Linked DNA regions of Mus musculus: region 2 is linked to region 1. Evidence: chromatin contacts called from public HiChIP or PLAC-seq data. All regions are on one chromosome and are shown on one strand. The core of a region is the stretch at or near the end of the contact, and the rest is flanking DNA. Distances in the headings are between cores, read along the strand shown. Region 1 holds the start of B130024G19Rik (RIKEN cDNA B130024G19 gene). Region 2 overlaps Gm44812.

What was found. HiChIP or PLAC-seq counts read pairs in DNA pulled down with a chosen protein or histone mark.
Region 2: an H3K4me3 HiChIP or PLAC-seq map of the SCID.adh cell line shows a contact between it and region 1, with 21 read pairs. The contact joins the enhancer-like site here to the promoter of B130024G19Rik in region 1. A contact is called at or near these places in 3 of 39 promoter capture datasets (embryonic stem cells and liver), 1 of 15 datasets of contacts at CTCF or cohesin (the NIH/3T3 cell line), 26 of 484 Hi-C or Micro-C datasets (the AML12 cell line, adipose-derived mesenchymal stem cells, cranial neural crest and 12 more), 11 of 115 datasets of contacts at active chromatin or transcription factors (the NIH/3T3 cell line, the SCID.adh cell line, craniofacial prominence and 8 more) and 2 of 9 other capture datasets (adipose tissue and embryonic stem cells).

What each region holds. Positions count from the first base shown.
Region 1 is chr7:70,361,652-70,367,747 of GRCm38.p6, reverse strand. It overlaps B130024G19Rik (RIKEN cDNA B130024G19 gene), which reads right to left and starts at 2,365. Exons shown (of 11, transcript NR_045850.1): 1 at 2,257-2,365. It also overlaps a transcript of Nr2f2 not described here.
Region 2 is chr7:70,574,798-70,580,893 of GRCm38.p6, reverse strand. It overlaps Gm44812, which reads right to left. Exons shown (of 7, transcript XM_030243182.1): 5 at 3,009-3,084. Among named protein-coding and RNA genes, the nearest start is that of Gm35894, 9.6 kb to the left of the region's middle. Within about 2 kb of position 2,448, at least 1 of the 459 cell types and tissues checked has an H3K27ac peak or open chromatin away from gene starts, as enhancers often do. A contact at or near this core is called in the SCID.adh cell line, where this site is marked.

The DNA of each region.
Region 1 (6,096 bases), core at 1,116-3,615:
CCCTGTTGGAGATCCCTCGACCTTCAACTAGGATGAAGGGGGCGGGGCAGAAGGGAGGGGGCATTACTGAATTACACACGTGGCCTCCTTCTAAGAGACAGAGTGCACCTCCTCTTCGGAGGAGTCCCACCAGCTATCCACTCTTTGTAACTGATGAGACAAACCGCAAGGAAAAACTTCTGTAGCCCATATTTATGGTATTAATGAATAGTTTAAAAAAGATTTACACTTCTTATGATCAATATTCTGAGTTATTTCCCTCAAAGTATATAATTACAGTGTCTTCAGAGTTTCATCATTGTTTGAGGTGGCAAAACCATTTGTAATTTTCATTAGCCAGTAAACATGTAATTAACATTCAGCACTGTGTTTAACTTAATTCCTGTTTAAGACAGGGACAAGAAGCAGTGAAGAGCGTTCGTTCCATTTGTCAAGTCTGACATACATCTTACCATAACAGTTTCCTAAAATAAAAGATTCATGTTTCCCCATTCTTCTCCTCTTAAAACAAAACAAAACAACAACAACAACAAAAATCCATTAGTTCAAACTGTACTAAACTGCAAGAGACAGCTCAGTCTGCTCTCAAGTTTTGCCAGTTATTGTATCTCTGCTTCTTTTACTCGTTTGGGGGAATTGATAAGGGGAGGGGTGAATTAAGTATTCATTATTTAAAGGCATGAAATAGGGGAACCCCTCCTCCCAAAAGAAATAGATTTCCTCTTCAGGAAAGTTCTAGAATGGACAGTAGAAAGGGGAGGGAGGCACTAATCCACAGGGGAGAGGAAGAAAAATCATTGGGGAGGGGGGACTTGAGTTAAAAGTAGAAAATGAGGATTCCAATTGATTCCTAGGAAAAAATGTTGGCCTCCTGTTTCAAGTTCTATCTTTGATCCAGGGTGAGAGGACCGTGTCTGCCAGTCTTAGGCTGCAGCTCCCCCCCCCCTCTGGTTTTTCCCCCCCAACTTGCTTTAGGATTAGCTTCCATCCCTCTCAACCCCAAATGGTGGAATTTGGCTGTGCCTCGGGGTTGTCCTGCTTTGCAATATTGCCTATAGTTGTTTTCGGTTTTCTGCTAAGACTGAGCCGGGTTGCTCCAGCCTCCGACTAAACTCATTAAGTTGGGAGATTTTTTTTTTTTTTTCAATTGGAAGGGTGTTTTTAAAGTCTCCTCTTTCCAGCCCCAAACAAGGTGTAACAACGCACTCTTCCTTCTAAGGCATCAGATGAGAGACAAGGATCACTCCAGACAGCTCCTACCTACGGTTTGGGGTTTTTTTTTCTTAAAGGCGAGGCTTGCATTCCTCAGCAGCTATGTACAAAGCTCCCTGAAGCTGTCTCTCTCTCTCTAAAGTTAGTGTGCAGGCTTTTCCAACGGCTGAGAGCGCCTGGTACACAGGGAAGCAGTTCCTTGAGGTGGAAGATCTCTTCTTTCACCTTTCTTTTTCCCTGCAGACTAATGCCTACTTTTTTATCAGTTTGCACAATCGCTTAGATAAACACCGAGGAGGAGAGTCTCTTTAATTATCAAAGACACATCTTTTCAGGGGGCCAACAAAGCATTTATTTCACCCGCCAAACTAAAGGAGAGTTATTCCAGTTTAGAAGGAAGATGCAAGCGGTTTGGGACCTTGAACAAGGCAAATATGGTTTTGGTATGTTTGCTTACTGTATTTTTTTCTCTTTCTCTTCTTTCTCACTTTTCTCCTTGTGCTGTGTGGGGTTGGGGATGACTTGGGGCTTTTCAGAAAATCGCTTTGCTAACGTGTATGCAATGCCTCGGACTGTGGTTGAAGGGGTCTGGGGGAGGGTGGGGGCAGTCAATTCAGTGCGTTGCCATATTTTATTACATGTATGTGGTAGCAGAGGTGGAAGGGGGGGATACAATTGCAAAGCTGCCAAAATATGATTAAACCGAAGCATAAAGACTGCGGTTGCCTCCCATCTCCTCGTCCTGTCTTCTCAAACTCATTTCCTTCCATAGAACTGACTGAAAACCAATCCTATATGCCTGGTTTTCCAAGCAGCAGATTGTCTAGGTTTGCTAGCGAAGGGGCTGCTAGGCTGGCTTTGGGTATCAGAATTTCCTGTTCGATTTGCCTCTGCGCTTCATTTTGCAACCTTGTGCAGCTGACATGCAGGCAGGCAAGCAGGCAGGCAGGCAGGGACCAAAGCCTTGCCTGGCGCCCTCGGCCGCGGTTCCGGAAGGAGAGCGCTCTGTTAAGCTAGGAGAATCTCAAGGAGAAGGGTACTCACCATCGGGCGGGGTGGTGAAGCTGGCGTGCGGATTTCAGGCAAACGTTTACCTTTTTGCTGTCTATTGCAACTGCGCCGGGCTGACTTTAGAAGCAATTCTGTGCTCTGTGCAAAATGTTCATGGAACGGTTCCTCATTAAAAAAAAAAAAAAAAAGCCAGCGAGAGAGACGACAGAGGCAGAAAGAAAAAAGAGAGGAGGGGTGAGGGGGACGCACATAAACCCAGTTTCAAAAAAAAAAAAAATCATCTCTTCACTAGAGACTCCGGAAACGTAGAGGCAGCGAGATCCCAGCACAGTCCAACCAAGCCACAACCAAATAATTTTCAATCCTGAAGAATTATTCAGATTAAAATGTACAGAAGTTTCATTCTCCTATGCCTACGTGAGCCCCAAGTCGTTTCCCTTTAAGGGCTCCTTTTCTTTTAAAGTTGGATTTTAGGCAGCAAGGACTCTTACACTAGGGGGCAGACAGATACTGCACTTACTTCAATCTTAAGCAATTTTTTCCCTCCCAGCATATGCTCTGATTTAGCACTGTAAATTTTTCAGAGGACCCAACTCTGACAGCCCCTGGTGATTTTCAAAGTACCACAAGCCAGTGGTTAAAAATTGCATTGACTTGGAAGTTCAGAGGGACACAATGGAAGCCCCTTCTCTATTCACGGAGCTCCAGTGTGGTGGAAGAGAAAAACACACACGACTAGATTGAGGGAAAGGAGAAATTCAATGGATCCTGGATTCTACTGAGCTCAGAGTTAAACTCGGAATTGCTGGGGTCTGTATTCATATTGTGATTTAATCTGTAAAGAATTACAGACTAGCCAACCACTTTCTGCAAGGAAACCATATTCCTGGGAGCTGAGGATATATATTTTTTTCATATTAAGACAAATGTTTTCCCCTAACTTTGACCAGTCAAATAAAGCTTGCCACCATTCTCATTAAAATAGATTTACATTTGCAGTAAAGGGCTTGGCTGAGTTTTTAAAAATAATAACATATAGAGTTGTATCTTTTAATTTTAGGACTTTTAAATCTTAGAGTTAAGACAGCTGAGCATCTTTAAGAAGGGCATTTAAAAATATTTTTGCTCCTCCCCATCCCCAATTCGGCTGTCCTGTCTCTTCATTCTCTCAGTAAAATTAATTACAATTCATGTGGTGATTTTTTTCCCTTCCCTTTCTAAACAGCATTTCTATAGCTAAATGAGTCCTAAAATACAAAGTGAAGCACCTCTAACTCTGTGGTAGTTATGTGCCTAGCTGGCTGTAATTCTACAATTCATATATACATATATATATATATATATATATATATATACATATATATATATATTTGAAGTCTATAATTTCTTTAGCTTGAAAAATGAGGAACACACACACGAAGCTTCTCCTCAAAAATCACCTCTTCGTGTGTGTGTGTGTGTGTGTGTGTGTGTGTGTGTGTATGTGTAAAAAGTAATCTTGACATGGAAATGGCTGCACTGGAGAGGCAAGATTAACATTTCTCCATAATCAATTATGCTCATCTATTAAGTCGAGATGGGGCTACCTATTAAATTTCCTGTGTCAGCCTCAGTCTCACTATATGCTGAGCTTGCCTCTAATCTGACATTTGCAGTATCAAATAATTCCTTAAATCAGAGAAGTTTTTTTTAAAGACCCACAATTCTCTGAAATGACTTATTTTCTATCTTTCTTATTCTCTGTAGGAGAAAGTTATATGGTGTCTCTAATCAGCCAGAAGTGCTCAGCCTAGCTTTACTCTATGACCACCTTATTACACACCAGGTTTATGATAGGCTAGTACCTGCTATAGCTTGTTATTTCTTAAAACATTCAAATAATCACAGCACCTGCCGCTGTAGTGCAATATGTGAGTTCTGTGGAGAAAGGGAAGGCTGAGAAAGATTTCAGGGTGAAGCTTAAATAGGATTTTTTTTTCTCTTTGCCAAAAAGTCAGCGTCTGCCTGCCCATATCTTTCTGCCCTCCTTGTCTCACACTCTGTCTCTATGTGCAAAAGAAACTGCCCCGAAAGCGTGGTTTTCTCATGTCAACTGTATGTTCAGTTCATTTTACTAAAGTAAAATTTACACTGCCAAATTTCTGCACTACCAAGGATGCTTCCTAAAGTTGTTGTTTTACTCTTTGTGGTGTCTTCTTTTCCCTCTTGTAGCTCAGCAAATTTTATGTTAAAAAAATAATTTAATTGTTGGTAAACCTGTTTGACTTATGGATTTAGTTTTGTCTTGGTTCAAAGTATTCCCTATTAAAAACAAATTTCTCATACAATTATGGAATTCTCACAATCAACTAGCGGGTCTAAATCAAACAGCAAGTTTAGTCAGTAGAATATAATGTGTCCTGGAGGTTGGTTATAGAACTATATATGCTTTATGGTTAAAACTGAGGCACAAAGTCAAAGATACATCAATATCATTGGTTTGAGCGTCTTGAGATGAATGACACGGACAGTAGGGTTTGTTTGTTTTTCCTGCAGTGGCTGAGGTAGACTATGGCGTGTTTGTGGCTCTTATGAGTTATGCTGGTATTATTGCCATTTGGAGCAGGCTCGCTGGGTGTGTTTTAATGACTATATGAGTATTTAAAGAGAATTTGAACAATGAAGTCCATATTCAACTGTTCTATGACCTAGAAGCGTCGTCTTGGACGTCTTTGTCTGGGTACATTGACAAATGTGCATCTGATACATGTGCGTTTACATGTGTGTACAGAGGGTGTGCACAGGCAAGGCTGAGAGGCTGCCTCCGCCTGTCCATCAGCGGACAGAAAGGTCTTTCTCCCTCTTTTCATGACCGGGTGTGTGACAGGTCACTGGCTGGCCAGTTAGCTAAAACCAATAAGAGAGGATAAAGTTGAGAGGAATTTATTTTAATTGCATCATAACAATGAGGTGAAGTCTGGTGTTTCTCAGCATCCGAGATGCTTCATTTGAGCATTTAAAATGTCAGGCCACAAATCTATAAAATATTAGCCCTCCAAAGAAAAAGGCAAATATCGAACGGTTTCTTTTCCTATAAACAAACAAACAAACAAAAAGGAGCTACCAAGCCGAGCAAGTGATGGGAATTCATTAAGCAAAGGATTTGCCACCCTTCGGATCTAGCCAAATCTTTGGTTTGCAAGCCCAGATCCCGGCACCTTGCCACCTCCGCTGCGTACCCCTCTACAAAGAAGGGGAGAGCATTATTCAGTCTTTTGGAATAGTGGGTTCTACATAATGCGCCGGGAGTCCCGGGTGGACCGCGAGCGGCGCATTTAGAGGCATCGCCAAGTTGCGAGAGACTAAGTCTTTGGCTCCATCCTCAACCCCTTGCGGAGCCTTTAAGAGTCGTAGTGTGTGCGCCGCGCGCTAGTCTTGCCGCCAGGGCGGAAACCACTGTGCCCGATGCGGGGCGGCCGGGGTCCGCGCTCCGGGGTCCACCCGGGCCCATCCCCCTCTCTGTGGCCAGGACCGCGCGGCCACCCGTCCCCGCCCCCCTCCGTCCCCGCGCGCCCCGTGCGGCTGTCTCGACGCCGCTCGCGCTAGGACCGGGCTGCTCCCGCTGCCGCCATGGCGGGGCCGCTGCGCTCCGGCCAATGACGACGAGGGGGCGGCGCGCGCGCGCCGGGCCAGGCCAACCCCGGCGGCTGCCTTATAAGGCGCGCCGTCGCCATGGCAACGTGCGCTAAGTTGCAGCAGTCGTGTCAAAGTTCACTATATAGAGAGCTCAGTGAGCTGATCGCGGAGAAGCCACTTCTGCCAGCCCCGGCGCCTATAAATCGCATTCCCTCCCGCGCCCCCCTTTTTAGCATATTTGATCACTTTGATTCTGCT
Region 2 (6,096 bases), core at 1,199-3,698, 210 kb before region 1:
CTTAAGTTTTTTTTTTAACCCATCAACCATTTCATAGGTTTAATACATCTAACTACCACTGAAATAATAAGTCATTGGTGATTATCAAGAACCAATGAGTTAGAATATATTCTTCACAGAAAGATAGGGTTTCCGATAGTTGGTTAGCTGAACTCATATGTAAAATGGAAACTCAATGTAGATCGCCCACAACATCAATCATAAGGAACTTCACTCCACCCTGACCAGGTTCTGGCCAAAAAATTTTAAAAAGCTTTCCAAAATGATATTTTGATATTTTGGGTTTTTTTCTTAATATACAATTTGGAAATTATACTGGAAGTCCAACTATGGAAAATTTTTAGAGATTTTTCTAAGGGATTAAAAATAGGATTTCCCCTCCTCTCTTTGGAGAATACTAAATTCAGATTTTCTAGCTCTTTTTATGAATGTGCATGATGTTAAAATCATTGGAGCGGCCAGGATGGCTTAGCAAGTAAAGGCACTGGCCACCAAGACTGGTGATCTGAGTTTTAAGCCCAGATTGTACCTGGTGGCAGGAGAGAACTGACCCCTTCAAATTGTCTTCTAATGTCCACACACATGCACACATATGCACAATAAATAAATAAAGATGGAGGCCATCAGACATTTTAGAAGCTATTGTGTCATCCCTTCCATGTATCCAATCCTAGCTTTAGAAAACTTACAGTTAGACAAAGGAACACTAACCAACTAATACTTTCATATCACAGGGCATATCATATTAACAACACCAGTATGTCTTCCAGCAACACCACAGATAATACTTGATTTTCAATATTAAGAGGCATGTTTTAGAAGTGCTAATAATGTGTTTTTTTTCTTTTCAAAGAAAAAATATTAACTGTCAATGAGCACTACACTTTACAATCTTTGCTGATTTCCATCTTGTGGGCATGCACAAGGATTGTAATTCCCCATCTCCTTAAAACTTGGCATGAATATGTGACCTGCTTTGGTCCATGTAATGTTAATAGATAGGAAGACTCAGAGTCTGGGAAAGCTTTCAGTCGCCACCACTTGAATTTTCTTTCTCTATTTCAGCGAGCAATTGCTGCTGTGTACGCTACTAGGAAGGGAAACCTCACCTCTGTGCCCTCAACAATGCACTCGGCGAGGTCTCTCCCATGTGCCATGAGCTGTGTGTGAGTTAGAATACAACCTCTCAGATTAAACATGCTGCAACCTAGAGATGGTTCACCCTGCAGCATAACCTGACCTATCCTAGCTGATACACCTCACCATATGTAAGAACAAGCTTGGTATAGAAAGTGTTGCTCAGAACACATTCCCTTGAAATAAACTAATAGATAAATGGTCAAACAGCTCTCCTCACAAACCAAAAGATACAGAAGGGTCCTGGGAGACTGTTAACTGCTATAGTCTCCTGTTGTCCAGCCTGACAATCTGAGTTTAATCTCTGAGACTTACATAGTAGAGAGAGAGAGAGAGAACTAACTCACACAAGTTGTCCTCTGGCTTATACATATATACTTATAAATAAATAAATTGATTGATTGGTTGGTTGGTTGGTTGGTTGATCTACTGGCTGACTGGTTGACTAAAATACAGCCTTGTTTGAATGGTCACATGTCAGAATTTAAGTTTTGTAGACTATTTTGAATTTTGAGTCAGTGCCTTTTCTAGCTCATTGCCTTCTCTGAATGGCAAAAGTAAAGATAGGTCCAGAACAGCTATGGTTCCAGCACTAACTATGCCTTCCTCTTTTACTCCACAAGTAGCCTGGAGCTCTACACTCATTGACACCTGAAAAACATTTTAGAGCCTCTAACACTGCAAAAGGACTTTTCCAATTTTTCTTGACAGACATTTAAAAGGTTTTGACAAGGGGGGAAAAAAAAGAAAAGAAAAAAGAAAAAGAAATACAAGTGATAATGGGCCCATTCTTAAAACCGACTTCATGGTTATAAGCATGAGTAAAAATGAAAATAAATATGTCTAATCACAGAATGTTTAATCGTGGGAAATATAAAAAACAACCCACACTCATTTTCATTGAAGATCATTCTCTTGTATCTAATTTGAAGAGATACAGAATAAATAGCCTAACAAAGGCTCACTTTCTATTATAATGCGTCATTGATGGAGGCCCAACCACTTTGCCTGATGGATTTCAAAGCGGAAGAGTGGCAGTCACTCACAGCACCATCACTGAAAAGCTGTGTTATAGATCATTTGATTTTAACAAGACAGTTCTATGCTTCTTAAAATGAGGAAACATCGTAGCCATGAAAGAGCATTATTACAGCTGTTTTCTTGACATTCCCCTGTAGAATTTCAAAACAACACTGTGGCTCAGAGTCTTAAAACCACTTAGGAGATCTGGACCTGCTGGCACAAGCCTATAATTCCAGCTCCATGAGAGGCAGAGGCAGGAGGACTGCATGTTCAAGACCTAATGGGCTACAGAGTGAACTCAAGGCCAACTTGTAAAACTTAGTGAGACTTTGTCTCAAAACAGGGAGCTGTTTTTCTGACTTCTGGACAGGTCCTTCTATATGCAGACTTGTAATGATCAGCCACCAGAAGATTGTATTTACAGGGAATATGCTATAATGCCTAGATGGTCATGTGCACTATGTGTACTGTGGCAAATGCTATTTACTGAAGCAGGCCTGACAAGAGATGAACAATAACAGGTGAGATACTATAGTGAAGGTATACAAGTCTGTCAACACATTTCACTCAATTTACCCTTCTAGTAATGATACTTGAAAGAAGTACTGTGAGGTTCTGTTTGACGTATGAAAATGGCTAAGGCCACTACTCTGTGTTCGAGTAGTATATTAAATGAAATAAGGATTACTTGAACACAAGTGGGTAATATCCTGATGGCTGATCTGATAACCAACATGGCCTCTAAGTGACTAGTGGGCTGGTAGATACTCCAGGCAAAGAAACGATACAAGTCCTTGGTGGGATACAATAGGAAATATCTCACACCATTCAGGAAAGATGCAGCTCACCATTTACAAACGGCTTCTGTGTGAGATCTTCCACTTGGCTGTTTGCAGGATGCATTTGGCTCCAGGGCAGTTGCAACTGTAAAAGAGTCCAACTTCCGATAAGAGAACACTCCTCCTTGTAAAGGTGACTGCATTCCTTCTCCTGGAGCAACCTCTGAGGCTGCTCAGTTACCTCATAAAGTTCATACGGCTTAGGTCGCTTCTCTACTCAAGCTTGCTTTGCTCTCACCAGGCCAGGGCCATCTCTTCCCACAGATTTCTCCTGATCCTTCATGCTCCTGTTTGAGATGCGTTTCTTCAGCATGTATTTTTCTACTGGTGAGCTGGTAAACTCATCCTTCAAAAAGATGCTCATTCATATGACATCCTTTGTCAAGCTGAGTTACTTATTTGGTGTTTTGTTTGTTTGTTTGTGTTTCTTTTTTTCTTTTTTTACTAGATTGGACTCATACCGGCTCTTATCACTGTCCTTTGTGAAAGAGTGTCTATGTTATATTGTTGTTTATCTACTAACTCAAGTACGCAGACTCCACCCCTTTAGTAACTGAGAATGCACTTTAGTTTCCCAAAATATTCTTCCTGCTCAATAGGTCCAGTGTCTGGCTTATAACCGTGGACAAATATTTGACCAATGAATGAGTCAATGGAGACATAGATGGGGCCTGAATCCCACTGTTGATTTTACCAGTGACCTGCTAGGTCACTTTAGCCATGACACTGGCTTCCTATGTTCCAAATTTCTGATATGAGAACAGGGGATACTAATCGCTAAAGGGAGGCTGTGAGGATTAATGAAATAGTTTTTTTTTTTTTTCAAGCAGTCTGAGCTCCCTGGAAGAAAGGCACCAGGGAAGAAACAATGTGTGAGTGTGATTTTTTTGTGGAACACCTTTCATCTGAGACTCTCAAAGCCCTTCACCAAACATGAACTCCGTAATCTTCTCAACACGCCTGCAGCAGCACTCCACTATCACCGTTTCAGAAAAAGGAAAACCACAGACAGCAAAAGGTTAAACAAGAAGCCCATGATGCGCTCCGTTCTGAACGCCAAATCCAGCACACCCACCTCGAAGCCCTTTGAACCTGGAGACACTTGCAACTTCCCTGACACTGCCTCACAGAGGAAGCCATTGAACCGTGCCAGCTAGCTGGCAAAGAGCCAGTTGGAAGGAGGGCCTACATTAATACCTTCCACAGAAGGAGGGGTGGGATGGCTCAGCGAGGGGATGACCACAATCCTCCCCCCCACTGTAACAGTAAGTCGACAATGTAAGCAAGCCTTGCCACCCATCACTCACCTTCCTCCCAAGGCTTTGGCTCAAATCGGGCTTAGATCTTTTCAGGGTCTCCTTTGAACTTGACACCTCACTGCGCCAACTCTGTTTCTAGCCAGAAAAATGTCTCATCACCTTTGAATACAAAGGTAGCGGTTTCGCAACCAAAGAAGTAATCCCAAAATACCACATTCAGGGAGTTTTCCCTCCCTAATACTAGTTTTCCTGCTGAATCCCGTGAATGTTAGCCAAGACAGGTGGTGCTAATCTGCCCTCTAAGAGGGAAGGAAGAATGTCAGCTATTCTGCATAGACTTGAGGGGGCGGGGGCGGGGCAGTGTTTAGATCAAGCCAGGGAAACTAGTAAAAGAGAGCAGTTTCTATTTATACCTAACCAGAAAGGCGACATTTGTGCATTTTTCACAAGTGTTAAGGTTATGATTCCTATCAGTTGTAGCCCTAATGCTGGAAATTATTTGCTATAAACATATACAACATGTATAGAAATAACAAAGTTCTGTCAAGATCCCACAAGGAAGCAGCCAGAGTCGCTCCAGTTCCTTCCTTCCCCAAGGGCCACGTCAGAACAAACGTTCCAGTCCATCTTGGTTTTAAGCCTAGTACAGTAGTGTGTGTTCACTGAGATCAGTGTCTTGATGCTAAAACCTCTGGCCTTAAGTGGTCTGGCCCACAACTTCCTGCATCTGTGACCTTTTGTCCACTTTGTCACTCATGAGCCCTTTGCTCCGAAGTTAGTCACTCAGGTAAAGCTCTTCAGCACCTGGCCACCTCTTCCAGACCACAGTCCTCTCAACGGCTGTCTAACTTCCTCATACCACAGAAGCCACCTGGAATTAGGGGGAAGAGTGTGATTTCACACCAAACCTATGTGACAGTTGACCCTAACACCTGCCACCTTTTGTTCTGCAGCTCTAGAAAAGTTCCCAGAGTCCACTAAGCCTCCTCCTGAGGCCTGTAAAGGAAGAATTACAAGTCTACTTTAAAACTGTTTGAAAGGTTGGGCCTCCACACTGTGGTTTCCAGCAGAGATTGGGGTTCTTGACCCTCTGAGAAAAGGGAAGGCACACTTACTCCTCAAGTATGAGTACAGACTAAGTGTGTGTGAGTGTGTGTGATTGTGTATGTGTGTATGATTGTATATGTATGTGTGTGTGTGTGTGATTGTATATGTGTGTGTGTGTTTGTACATCTGTACATAAGAAAACCTTAGGTGTTGTCCCCGAAGTTCTGACCACTTCATTTGTTGACACAGGGTCTCTTGATGACCTGAAACTTGCCAAGTAGGGCTGGCTGGCCAGGCAACAAGCCCCAGGGACCATCTTGTTGCTGCTTCCCCCGAGATTACAAGTGTACCACGAGGCCTCACTATTTTTCCTGGGTGCTGGCATTGACCTCAGATTCACAGGCTTGTTAGTAAAGTACTTCCAAAGAGGTTCTCCTTGTAGCCCCAGACCAAAGCTTCTAAAGCCATTGCTAGCTGGATCACCTACCAGATCCAGTACACATTAAGTTGGCAAATATGTGCCTTGTTAAGTAGTTAAATATGTGCCTCTTTCATTTTAGATCAAGCCTCTTTTCCTCTCAGGGATTCATTTTACTTGTGAAGTCTTGCTTTCCATTGCATTTCAACAGTGACCTGGGCCTGTGAACCATTAAGTACTGTGTAAGCACATACTGAATATGTGGGTCTTTATGGGGCCACCTCTGTTCTGAACACAGAAATTAGAATAACCCCAGGTGAATCAGGCCAAATCTATGCCTGGTCAGTTTGCCTACTGATAATAACCATCACTT